Regions from separate parts of the Gossypium arboreum genome. Here all the other regions are linked to region 2. A link is a contact called in public Hi-C data. All regions are on one chromosome and are shown on one strand. The core of a region is the stretch at or near the end of the contact, and the rest is flanking DNA. Distances in the headings are between cores, read along the strand shown.

What was found. A called contact is a pair of places that touch in the nucleus more often than the background predicts.
Region 1: a contact with region 2 is called in a Hi-C map of leaf, with 5 times the contacts expected there. The contact joins the promoter of LOC108474107 here to the promoter of LOC108473546 in region 2. A contact is called at or near these places in 2 of 5 Hi-C or Micro-C datasets (both in leaf).
Region 3: a Hi-C map of leaf shows a contact between it and region 2, with 3 times the contacts expected there. The contact joins the promoter of LOC108473501 here to the promoter of LOC108473546 in region 2. A contact is called at or near these places in 2 of 5 Hi-C or Micro-C datasets (both in leaf).

Annotation. Positions count from the first base shown.
Region 1 is chr3:70,673,211-70,677,554 of ASM2569848v2, forward strand. It overlaps LOC108474107 (putative 3,4-dihydroxy-2-butanone kinase), which reads left to right and starts at 1,766. Exons shown (of 20, transcript XM_017776015.2): 1 at 1,766-2,052; 2 at 2,710-2,783; 3 at 2,866-2,929; 4 at 3,564-3,676; 5 at 3,783-3,830; 6 at 4,165-4,236. The coding sequence starts at 2,013.
Region 2 is chr3:70,850,072-70,854,892 of ASM2569848v2, forward strand. LOC108473546 (protein FAR-RED ELONGATED HYPOCOTYL 3) reads left to right here and starts at 2,698. Exons shown (of 9, transcript XM_017775189.2): 1 at 2,698-2,930; 2 at 3,555-4,821. The coding sequence starts at 3,599.
Region 3 is chr3:70,630,256-70,634,856 of ASM2569848v2, forward strand. LOC108473501 reads right to left here and starts at 2,831. Exons shown (of 11, transcript XM_017775097.2): 1 at 2,387-2,831; 2 at 2,034-2,133; 3 at 1,790-1,940; 4 at 1,518-1,575; 5 at 1,309-1,430; 6 at 1,101-1,193; 7 at 670-942; 8 at 456-520; 9 at 266-361. The coding sequence starts at 2,508.

The sequences.
Region 1 (4,344 bases), core at 516-3,015, 180 kb before region 2:
GCTAATTATCACCCACCCGCCTTTTTCCTCTCTCATCAACCCTTTCTTTCTTTATTCTTTTCATTCACTACACATATCTTCTTTTTTTTTTTTTCAATTTGCGGATCTATTTTGTGGGTATCTTTATTGTCTTTACAAGTTGTAATGGACAGATGAAAGTGTCTGTCGTTCGCTAAAACTCCATCTGCCACCAATAGTTTTTCTTGGAAAGTCGGTGACTTTCCGTCAACTTCTTAATCTATTTTTGTTTTGAGAATATTTTAGAATAATAAATGATTTCATGTTTCGATTTAGACCCGTGTTATCTTAAGTTTTATATGGTTTTTGTTTTATTTTTCCATTGTTTAACAAGTCTTCAGTTTTAGAAGTTTTTATTTATTCTTGTAACACGTTTTTTAGTTTTACTTATGTATGCAATAGTAATTTTACAAATGATTTTGGGATGATTTTATTGGCGTTCTCTCTAATTTGATGAATACTCGATTTTTTTGTTGATATTTGCTTGCCACTTTGGACCATCTGGTGCTGATTTCCTTATCGTCATTGAATGAATTAATTTACCTTTCAAAAAAAACTCTAATATAGTGTTTGAAAAATCTCTAATATTGGATTTGGGTGTAATTGTTTATAATTATATAATGGTGATATGTTTGAATAACCATTGTAATTGATGGTCTCACTAAATAGGGTGTAAGTAGAACACTTCAATTACACTTTTTAATTTTTCAAGGGAGTGGAATTGGACTAATTACTCAGTTAATTACAAACAAATTTAATTTAAATTTTTTTATACAAGTTATAAATATTATAGTATAAGTATAATTGTGTATGAGTGTTTGTGATAATTATGGTAAAATAAAATTTAAATTATAAATCTAAAAATTATATATAAAAATAATTTGTTCATTTTACAAAATTATTAACATTTATATTATTTAAATCCTAAAAGAATTCTAAATTTATGGCTAAAAGTTTATTATAAAAATGTTATAAAGAGTTATAATATATTTATTTATATAAAAGTTATGGCCTGTTCAAACTATATATTATAAAAATAATATACTTATTCATAAAAATGTTAGAGTTTTTTTTATCATAACTTATTTATTGTTCTAAAAATATTTTTCAACTTAACAACATCACCTTAGTATAGCATAAGTAAAAAAGAAAAGGTTGGATCGTACTAGCATGTTGCATATTTCATAATTTCAACCATAGAGGAAATTAAGACGATCTATACTTTGTAAAGTACATGAAAGAATAAAATCTTAATAATCTTAATGATGCAAATTCAAATTCAGATGATAATGAACTTAATCGGTGACCAATAGATGATAAGAAGTATATGTTAAATATTAAAAGAGAATAACTCAACAAGTATACATTGCAACAATTAGAAAAAATTTCGTATGATGTTTATTTTTCACTATTTTTATTAGTAATCCTGTTATCAACTATTTTTTAAAACTAATAATATATATAATGATTTGATTTTAATTTTTGTTACTTGTTTAGAAACTATTTTTATCATACTTAATATTTTTAAAAATATAAATTATGTAATTTATACAATCAAATATAACATATAAAATTACGATATAATTATACCCTCTCGACTAAATATGTGTTAAGGAATTAAAATTCCTTATAATTACAAATTACTACACATTTGTTCAATTAGTTTGTGTTGTTGAAATAAATCTTAAATGAATTAACTTTGGTGCAAATATTAAAAAATTCAAAAGAAAAGAAAGATGGGTGTAAATAGGCTGGTGGGCTGAAAAAAAAGAAGCCAACAAATGTAGAGAAAAGAAAAAGGTGGGAGGACATTTTGGTAATTGGAGGCGCAATTTCTTGTCCGGAGAAGTAACAACTGCCCAGGCTTGAGCAAAATGGGGTGTGCTCTGCAATTCTCAATAGACTCCCCACCAAAAAAAAAGTCCAACAAAATTAAACGCTCTCTCTCTCCCATCGCATCCCATATTTGAATTCCCTCAAACAAAACAAAGTTTATGGCTTTTCAAGGGAAGAAACTCATCAACAATCCCGACGGTTTGCTTTTTTTCTTTCCTTCACCATTTCCTCCTTCTATTACTCTAATATCCCCTCTCAATTTTCTTTTCCAACCATAAACCTGCAAACTTAATTTTCTGTTCTTTTCTGTTACACACTTCTCTTCCTTTCTCTATCTCTTCATCTTCTTTTTTTTTTTCTTTTTGAAGTTCACGATAGTATTTGCTCGCATTTCCTAATTTCATGTTTCCTTGTGTTCGTATTGGGAAATTTTGGATTTTTTTTTATTGTTTTTGTGCTTTGCCCTTTGCTTATCGTTTACAAAATGGATGATGCATGTAATTTTTGTATATTACTTGAATAATAGTGTTTTTTTTTTTGCTTATTATTTGATTAGTTGTTTTATGTTTCTGTAGTTTCCTTCATTTGGTCTTGAGTAAATGAAAGCTGATAATGAAACAAGGCTATTTGCTGAAATAGGGAAAACAAACAAGGGTTTAGAAAAGATTCCTACTGTTTCTTTTCCTAGATTTTCTGCGTCAATCACACTGTGTTAGGCTATATCAAGCTATATTTACTCTTTGTTTCTCATTTGCATTACTTTACTATGCTCTTTCCACCAACGATTTGCCGATTCTAGATTTCTGCTTTGTGAAGAAAACCATTTTTGAATTTCTTTTGTTATGGTGGTGGCAGATGTGGTGACTGAATTTATTGAGGGTCTTGTGGAAACATATCCCGGACTCCAATACTTGGATGGTTTCCCGGAGGTGATTTTGTTTTCCGCTTTGCTTATGTTTAGTCAGTGAATTAGACTTTATAAACACAAACCGATTACTTGTTTGTTTCCAGGTGAAAGTTGTAATTCGTGCTGATGCTTCTGGTGCAACATATGACAAGGTTGCAATCATATCAGGTTCGATCCCTACAAAGCTGCTAACATCTGATATCTGTCTTAGTTTGTTCAAATTGAAATTTAAATTCTATACTTTGTTACCTTTAATACTTTTTAAGCTATGGTGATTTCTAGACAGCATTTAAAGCTGCAGTCACCTTTTGGCTTTTTTGTTTCTACTGGTTTTTGCAATCAACTAGTTTAGTTTGCCCTTTGTTAGGTAATTTTGGGATCAAACTTGTAGTTTCCCTTAGCATGTATGCTCATTATTCTGACTGTCCAGAACCAATTATGGATTACTTGCAATGCATCATTGGGCATAAACTTTGAGAGCATGAATGATTCTTTTTTTCCTCGTCTCTACACTTCTCATTGAAATTTATTTTCTTTCCATGTAGCCACATATGCTTTACCTGTATGGGTTTTGTTTATGTATATGGATATTCCATGTTACATCTTGTTTACTTTTCTACAAGGTTGTATTTAAAAAGAAAATAAGTAAAGAAAAGGAATGTGAAAAGGTATACTGGGTTTTTCTGCCTTAGGAAATGATGGTCATTCCAAGTGATATTGGGTCTCTTGGAATCTACTTTGGCTAATAAAATTGTGAAAAATAGTACATTGCTAATTTTGTTTAATATAATTTGTGACATAGGAGGTGGAAGTGGGCATGAACCAGCACATGCTGGATTTGTGGGAGAAGGGATGCTGACGGCTTCCATTTGTGGAGATGTTTTTGCTTCTCCTTCTGTTGATTCAATTTTAGCAGTATGCTTTCTGTTTCCCACCTCTTTTTGGTGGTTTAGAAGGAAATGTATCATCCTGCTAATTATCATTGACATCTTCATGTTTGTGCCTGAAATTAATTCATCAGGGCATTCGAGCTGTTACTGGTCCTATGGGATGCCTTCTGATAGTAATGGTATTTCTCTTTCCTAATTAATCAAGTTACAGGTTTATATGACATCAGTTGTTGTATTGGGGGATTTAATGCTATCATGATGTGTGCTTTAAACTTTTCAATGCTTTAGAAGATATCTCTGTTTAATTATCTCCAACCCCACCAACCCTGCCTCAATTAAATAAGGAGGTGAACCGGGGTGGAGATGGTGGTGATTGAAAGAGGTAAGTAAAATGAAATACCCTTAACAAACTCGTTAATGTAAAGGTTAGAAGCATGTTTAATCATGAAGCAACGAGCATACTATGGCTAATATTTCTTTGCTCTAATTCATGGTATAACTTGGATTGGACAGAATTATACTGGTGATCGTTTGAATTTTGGGTTGGCTGCTGAGCAAGCAAGGTCCGAAGGTTATAAAATAGAAGTATGTTTTCATCCTAGACATAATCTCTTGAAAGAACACTTTCATTTCTTTGAATGTCCAAAATTTTATGAGGGAGAATAAAATCAATATATGCATACAATTCCTTCT
Region 2 (4,821 bases), core at 1,448-3,947:
GAAGATGAAATTTATGTCTTCTTCCACTTTTTCATATATATAGTTTATTATAAGATAATTAATTTAATTTAGTTATGTTTTAGTTTATTTAAATAATTAATTTAATTTAGTTATGTTTTAGTTTATTTAAACCTTAATTACTTAAAATAATTAACATACATCATGTCATCAAGTAACATATATTTAAAACAGGTCTATTTGCTATTTTGGTTCTTTGGTTAATTGTTATTTAAGTCCTCAAGCCTTAATCTAATTAAAAATCTATAATGATTAAAATTTTACAATTTAGTCCCTGAGCCATACTCACTCACAAATTTGGTTAAATCACTTAACCAAATTTCAATTCATCAATATGATAATCCCATAAATATCTCTACTAAACATTTTTGGACTCGGTTTACAAAAGTAGGGTCCCATCGCCTTCTTCGACACCATTGGAAACCGAATCATTACACTATACCTTATAAATTGGTTTAAAATCAAATTTAATTTTATCATAATTTTTATAAGTGGTAAGATTTGAACAAATCTGTCAAAGTAACTAAATATTTTTTTATAGATGAGTGTCAATCTATTTAAAAAAGAGGGTTAATGACATTTGAGATTCTTTTGCGGTGAAGAGAGAAATCATCACAATGAATAAAGGCCGAAACCTATTGTAAATATGATATTTTCATTCTTTTTGTTTTTGGTTTTATTTTTTATTTTCTAATTATACGTTAAATTTTAGGTTAATAGTTGAAACAACGTTGCTTTAACCACATCAATTAAAAATTGGCACATTGTCATGCTATGTCAACACTGTTACTTTTTCCATTATAAATAAACTAATTTGATTTGACTTTGAAACGTTGAAAGTAAAAGGGTTAAATATGATATTAGTACCTGAACTTGTCCACTTCTCCCAGATTTGTACCTATAGTTTTTTTTTTCCTAAATTGGTAACCGAACTTTTGTTTCATCCACTAGTTTGGTACATGAGACTAACATTGTTAATTTTTTGTTGATATGGCAACACTGACCAATCGTACACCTCCACGTGGAATCCTCTTGTTCCTCCTTTTTCTTATTGTTTTTATTTTCTTTTTTTTTTATTTTCCCACCTCTATCTTTTTTCTTTTCTTTTTTTCTTTTTATTTTTCTTTTGTTGGATATGCTTCTACACTTCATCTTTTTTCCCTTAAAAACTCTCAAAATTTTTCCTCACTTTCTCACCATCCAATCACCACCAAAATCCAATTACACAAGTTTCAAAAATTTCCTCTACATAATCCATGGAAGCCTCTTTTGAGTTATTTTCCTTTTCAACCTTTTTTGAGTTATTTTCCTTTTCACTTTGGGTTTTTTATCGCTCTTGAAGTTTTTACCTGATCAAGAATGCAAGATTAAAATTATTTATGTTTGAAAAACATGTTTATGGAAAATCTTGAACCCCTAGACAGAATCAATGTTTAAAATAAAATCTTTGAAAAACTTTTTCGAACATTACAAAAACTTGCAGAATACCAATCGACTACACAATTTCAAAAACAATCTCAAAAAAAATAAAAACTATCAAAACATCAACCGGCTACACAATCTCAGAACAAAAAAAAAACTTGCATGCATGTTAAGCTTTTGGGGTTTGGGGATTTTAAGCTCAATTTTTTATTGACAAAGGGAGGAGGCTCCGACGATAGCGGCCTCACCTAGGTTTAACCCTTAAGCCGTGAGGAGGTCACCATCTCCATAGATTTGTTGAGCCCTAAAAGAAGAGAAAATTTTGGCTATTTAGGTTTCCCAAATTTTCTTGAAAAAGAACAAAAGAAAGATTTTTTAGGAGAAAAGAGAACAAAAAGCAAAGGACGGAGGAGAAAGAAAAGAGGAGCAGTATTTGTTGTTATTATTGTTATCTTCATTGCTATTTTGAACATTGGGAAAATTTTGGGAGAGTTTGAGGAGGAAAGAGGAAAGAAAGAAGTGTAGAAGGCACACCCAAAACAAAAAATAAAATAAAATAAGAAAATAAAAGAAAAATGAGAATGAGGGAAATTTTTCTTTAAAAAAAAAAGAAGGCCAAATAGGATGCCACGTGGTGGCATATGATTGGTCAGTGCTACCACGTAGAAAAAAATTAACGCCATTAGTTTCAGGTACCAAACTAGTAGAGGAGAGAAAAGTTCGAGTACCAATTTGAGAAAAAAATTATAAGTACCAATCTGGGAGAAGTGTATAAGTTTAAGTACTAATTTATATTTAACCCAAAGCAAATTTATTCCAAAAAAATAAGGGTAAGTTTGCCATAGATAAATGTTAAGGTTTTTTTTTTTGTGCCATTATGCTTTTTACTTAAAAAATATAATTTATTAAAAGGTATATTGGTGATTTCAACATTTTAAAATTTTTATTAAAAAATCTATTAAAGGATATATTTATCATTTCATCATTTTTCTTACTTATGTATAATCGGTGTTTTAGTAGAAATTTAACGCTAAGTGACCATAAAATTGGTAAATAAATTCGAGAATTTTTTCCCAAAATTGAAGGCTATGAGAGACGATGGTTAAAGGACGTTAAGATTTGAGGGCTTATTTTGCGTTTGAGCCGAAATCTGTTAGATTAAATGGGTTTTTATCTCTTCGTAGTAAAAGTATGGATGGAGTTGAGGCCCAACACAGAAAGCAAAATATTCAACATTAAAAGAAAAATAAAGCAGACTAGACTATTTAATAATAGGATTAACTTATTTTACTCATAAAAGGGGCGAGTGAAAGCGAGAACAGAGTCTGAGATCCCCAAATTGGCGAGTGACAGAGAAAAGCGAGTGGAAGGAAAGCAGGAAACCCTAAATCTCCCAACCCCCCCCCCCCCAACTCTCTACGCGCCCTTAACTCCACTCGCCTTCGGTTTTCGCAGAATCATCACTCATTCTATTTCCACCTCCACTTCAGGTGTTCCTTTATTTTAATCCCCGCCCCCTCTCAACTATTTTGCTTTCCAATTCTGCCTTTTGAATTTTCGCAATTTCCCTGTTCTTTTTCTTCTAAATTTTCTATTTCGATCCCATCATCCCCAAATTTATTTTCGTTTTCTTTATTCTTCTGTTTTAATATTAAATTCATTATATGATTGAAACCTTCCCGATTTTATTTAATTCTGTAATTGTGATTGATTTTCTGGGTTCATCTCTTTCGAAATTATTTGGTCACATGAATCTTAGTTTGCGGATATTATATTATTAGTTGCTTGCCTAATCTTGTTACCTAATTTATGGCTAAAATCCTTAAAAGTTGTTAAAATTGTAGCCTTTTTGTTCGTTTGGAATGTTGGTATTAGGGAAAAGGTCTTCATGTATCAACTTATAGCTAAGGAAATTTGAAATACCCATCATGTATGTAGCTTTGGGATTTGCTTCCTTTATAGATACATGTATATCCAGGATTGTCCAAGAGCTAAAGAGGACTTCAATTAGTTTGTCTATCTTTTATAATTATAGTAGGCTATTGTGAATTGCTTTTTGTCATGGGTTCTTTATGCTGACATGATGGCGTCCTTCTACATTTTAATTTTTTCAGGTGCAGTCAGGAAAACAGTTAGTTGAAGTAAACAAGTTTCAATCATGGACATAGATCTTAGGTTACCTTCTGGTGAACAGTGTAAGGAAGATGAAGATGCAAATGGAATTGATAATATGCTAGATGGTGATGAATCACTGCATAATGGAATGGTTCAAGTTGTAGGAGAGGATATGCGTGCTGAAGATGGTGGGGAAATGCATTCTTCTGCTGTGGATATGGTGACCTTCAAGGAGGATACGAATCTTGAGCCACTTTCTGGTATGGAGTTTGAATCACATGGAGAAGCATATTCATTTTATCAAGAATATGCTCGGTCTATGGGATTCAACACAGCTATACAAAATAGCCGACGTTCGAAGACTTCAAGAGAATTTATTGATGCAAAGTTTGCCTGTTCTAGATATGGGACCAAAAGGGAATATGACAAATCCTTTAACCGGCCACGAGCTAGACAAAGCAAGCAAGACCCTGAAAATGCAACTGGTCGGCGATCATGTTCGAAGACGGATTGTAAAGCAAGTATGCATGTGAAGAGAAGGCCTGATGGAAAATGGGTTATACATAGTTTTGTGAAAGAACATAACCATGAACTTTTGCCAGCCCAAGCTGTCAGTGAACAGACCAGAAGGATGTATGCTGCAATGGCTAGACAATTTGCTGAATATAAAAATGTTGTTGGTCTGAAGAATGATCCCAAAAATCCATTTGATAAAGGTCGAAATTTGGCATTAGAAGCTGCTGATGTTAAGATTTTACTTGAATTTTTCACACACATGCAGAGCATAAATTCAAACTTCTTTTATGCAGTAGACCTGGGTGAAGATCAGCGTCTGAAGAGTTTGTTTTGGGTTGATTCAAAGAGTAGGCATGATTACAGTTATTTCTGTGATGCTGTGTCTTTTGATACCACTTATGTTACAAACAAATATAAGATGCCTCTTGCACTATTTATTGGAGTAAACCACCACTACCAGTGCATTCCGCTTGGATGTGCATTGGTATCAGATGAGAGTGCTGCAACATTTTCTTGGCTAATGAAGACATGGCTGAAAGCAATGGGTGGACAATCTCCTAGAGTCCTAATAACCGACCAAGACCGAACTCTGAAATCTGTTGTTGCAGAAATCTTTCCAAATACACTTCATTGCTTCTTCCTGTGGCACGTATTAGGAAAGGTTTCTGAGAACCTTGGTCATGTAATTAAACAGCACGGAAACTTGATGGCAAAGTTTGAGAAATGCATCTACAGGTCATGGACAGATGA
Region 3 (4,601 bases), core at 1,581-4,080, 220 kb before region 2:
TTGGGCTATAAAAGTGAGATTTGAGCTTAAGCCAAATTCCAACCCCAAATATTGAGAGGAGCTCAAACTTCTTATAACTTGAGCTCAGCTCAGCTTAATTACACCCCAAATAAATACTGTCCTCTGCTTCAGTAGAATACCAATTCTTTCATTGTTATTAAATTTCTTATACTTTCCCATCTACTTATAGTTTTTAATTATATTCTTCACATGCATAACTACAGAAAAAGAACTTGGAATTAAACTTCTTGAAAGCAAACGCTACCTTCAAAGATGTAGAGGGCTGATCTGACAACATAGACAAATCCTTTAAGCCTTTCTCTCTAGTTGCTTCTGATTTTTGCTTTTGTCTAGATTTGAACTGGACGAAACTTTTCTTATTGACTAATAAATCAGGGAAGCCCCAATCTTTTGTTGGATCAGAAGAATCATATGTTGACAAGGAAGCTAAATACCTTGGACATGGAGTTCGCAATTTGTACACTTGTCCTGAAATAAATAATGGCGGAGGGGGTACAACCTTACAAATTAGGAGCATTAACATTAGATTTCATGAAGAGAGTTGTTTTAGAAGAAGACATAATTTCCTTACTTCCTCCCGATCAAAACCCAAGAATCACCCTTTGTTTCGTTTGCAAAAGTTGTTCTAGAGAAGTGGCAGATGCAAACCTGTTCTAACTCGTACCAGATCAAGATGAACTTCACATATGGGAGCAGTTTTTAATAGAGCACCGCCAAGAGGCACAGAGGGGTGAACTTTAGCCGACCGCTTCACCAGCCGACCTATCAGTCTAGCCACTTGCTTTTTTCCATCCTCTTTTGGTTTTGTCACCATACTCCAATCCCACAAATCCACAACTGGAAATTCTAGCAAGGGCTCATCTTTGCAACGTGTGACTTGTCCGTATTGGGCTCGCCAGTTCTCTTCATCCCATGTATCACCTGAATGAAAATTTTCCAGTGTGTTCATTTAGACTCGTGGAACTTGTCCCACAGGAATCCCTTAAGAGTTAAAATTTGTAGGCAAAACTGAAGTAGATGTTTATTTCAAATAAATTGGATATCAGTCAAATGTAACAATAGCAACGTTGTCGCAAGACCTTCATATGGGACAACTTCACTTGAACCGCCCAAACCAAAGCTTTCCTCTGGGATCCATTCACCCTCTTCCAACTCGTACATCTCATCATTTCCTGCCCCTCAACAGAACACCGTTAGATAAGTTTCAGAACATAACCAACTTTTTACAATCATCTTCAGAAGCTAGCAAGCGTTTAGAAATTTTGAACAAGCAAATTTGTGACAAACCATCAGTAGGAAACTTGAAATTCTCTTTTTCGTCTGTTTCCAACGAAATACTTGCATCAGCAGCAGAATTGGCAGCTAAGTTATACCCAGAAAGATAAAGGTCTATGAGTGTGTCTTCTAACCTGAATCAAGATGATACCTCAGTAAGAAAACACGTAATCAACTAGTTCAACCAAAATATAGGATATAAAATGTCAGAAGTAGCAAACCACTCTGATGGTGGTGGTGGCTGCTCAGATGCTTGAGCACTGGTGTCCTCTATCGGACCTGGTAATCAGAAGTACCGAGAATTGGTTTAAAGCACTAGAGCGAAAGAGAATCCAATCAACAGAACATTATTTACAAAAGTAGAACTTATTTTTGAGATGAAATTTTGTACTAATGAATCAGATTCACAGATTGCACCGCTCAAAGAAAACTTGTTCCTTCAACTACCCTTCAATCATTCCACAGCATAATATTGAGTAAAGAGAAATTTTACCTGTACTAGTAGATTCATCAGCAACATTTATAGTAGTATTCTGAGCATCAACTTCATTGCCCTGAGACGAAGAGCGATTATACTCGGGACCATTATAAGACGCAGTGGCACAAGGCTCATCTAAAACAGAATTATCAGCCACAGCTCCTTCCTGCAAAATCATTTTGGAATCAAAAACCTAACATGAAAAGCATACCGAACATAGGATTAATCATCCAGATAAAAGAAGGTATGAGCTAACTACCATGTCCAAAAGCACATAATTTCCATTCTCAAATGTGTAATAGAGACCATCTTTACTGCTATAGTACCATCCGGCATCAGGATCATGGTAAAATCCACTACTGCAACAAATCAAACGAAGGCGTACGGTGCCAAAATGAACAAAAGATCATTGAGAGAGACAGAGAGAGGAAAAAAAAACCAATTGTATGACATTGGGATAGAATCATCGAAGTTTAAAGGAAAAAAAAATCTACAATTAATTTCTCAAATATAAAAAGTAATTTCATAAAAATGAGAGGAAGAATTAATAGTAATAGTTTATAGATAAATAAAAAATAAAATAGAAAATTTGAAGTAAATAAATAAATCAACCTGGCATGAAAATAGAGGTGAGTTTGAGGATCCCATACAAAAGAGTAATCGCTGCTGCTCTGCAAGTCCAACTCAGTGGAATCAGCCATTGTTTTATCACTTTCTTTGTCCTTCCTTTTCATGTGAAGAAATTTAATTTATAGAGTACCAAAATTGAAGGAACAAAAAGGAAAAGAGAGGGATGTTATTGTAAAGCCCCAAATGAAGAAGAAAAGACCCACCCCAACTTTACAATCAAATAACTTAATTCTCCATGAATGTGCCGAAATGAAATTTAACATAGAAAAACTACTTTAATGAAGAAGGGAGGGAACAGAGGCAGAAGCATAAGAGAAACAGAAAGGAAAAAAAAAGGGTTAAAAAACATTAAAAAATTTAGTTTACACCGTTAATAATTTTTATTAACTATTTTGATAATTCCAAATTGATGGAATTGTATTTTGCTGACGACATAAGAGGGAGGGATCCACCAATAGAGTTATACTACATGCTAGGTGTCATTATTTGTTTTTCTCTATAAAATATAACTACTTTTGGTATATACCATCACAACTTATCATTCAAAATAATTTTAATTTCACTTACCAAAAACATTAATTATGTGTAGTATTAAAATAAATTTAATATTCCATGAATACAACCTTAAATTTTATTTAAAATTATTATACATTTTAATTTATGCATAACATTACTAAAAACATTTTCTTTCATATATCTAAACTTGTTCATGGGTCAAGCTATCCGATTCAGTCTGAAACTCTGCTCGAAAAGTGTTAGGATTTAGACAAAAATATAGACCCAACAAATAGAAACAATAAGACATATTTAAAAATAGGTCGGGCCTTGGATAATGTATTTTTTGCCCGGCCCAACCCAAATTCACAAAAGGACAATTTTTTTACTATTTTTGTTGTTTTGATGATATTTTTTTGTTGTTTTATTTCTCTATTTTACTATCTTTTACTATTATATTAGTACTATTTTATTATTATTGTTTAGATAATATATAACATTATTTTTGTTAATTTTATTATTATTTTAAAAATATTTACTTGTTAAATTACAACTATTTTAATGTTATTATTCAATCTTATTTTTATTTAAATTCAAGTCAGAAACTGCTTAGGATTAAAATTTTTCTACCTATTTAATATGTATACATCTTACCGATAAATATAATTGCTTTATATATATGAATTCGGTATTTTTTTGGTGTTTTATTTATATTGCTTCTTAAGCCCAATTTATACCCAGGGCCCAATACATTTAAAACCCAAAACAATTAACAAAACAAACTTAACCCAATCTCTAAGCCCAATACAAACCATTACCCAAACCCTAAACCCATCAGACTTAAACCCAAAACAACCTTAACAGCCCAGCAAAATTAAAGAAAAATTAAAACTCTAGCATCTAACGCCCTCAGCCGCCGCAACCGTGGAGGTTCCCAAGCACCGCACGTCGCGCGTCCCTCCGCGTCGTGCACTCCTCTACTAGGCCACATCAAAGACGTGCTCAAATGAACCTACAAACAAGCAAAATAAGTTGTAAAATAGGCTATAAAAGTCTTTGGAAAGTATTGTAATGGGTTTTTTTTTTTTTTAGAAAAAAGAGGGAGATAGATACAAAAATCAAACATATACAGAAATCAATAGCAACAATATTGGTTAAAGCGATTCTAAGTCCCATTTTTCTTTCTATTTTTTGGCTGCTGTCTCTTTGATTTATCTACTGCTTGAAAAAACAACAAAAGGGGAAAAGGGGAACTCGCCTTTGGTTCATCGATTGGAGCATCGGTTTAGGTCTTTTCCCTTTGTTCTCTTGATGTTGAGAGGCGACTAAGTCTCTGAGTATGGCCTGAGCGGAGTCGAAGACTCTCTTCACGCATTACCGACTACCAAATTTAATGGTGGTACTGTGGAGGCTAAAACCTACAGGGTTTTTTAGAGTAAAAGAGAAAGCTTTTGGTTTTCTAAGGAAAAGGGTTTTAATGTTGTAAGAAAAAAACAAAATAATGGTCAATTAATTTTGAAACAGTACTTTGGGGGGTGAAAAGTAGTCTGCGCATTAATCCATATGTTGGATTTGCTCATTCTCCCCTTTAAGGGGTTATTTGCGTAGTTAGTTCCCCATCTCTGCATTGCTGTCCAATTAGGCCAATGTTTTCTCTTTTATTTTTTTTAAAATTTTGCCCAGGAACTTTATATCAGTTTAG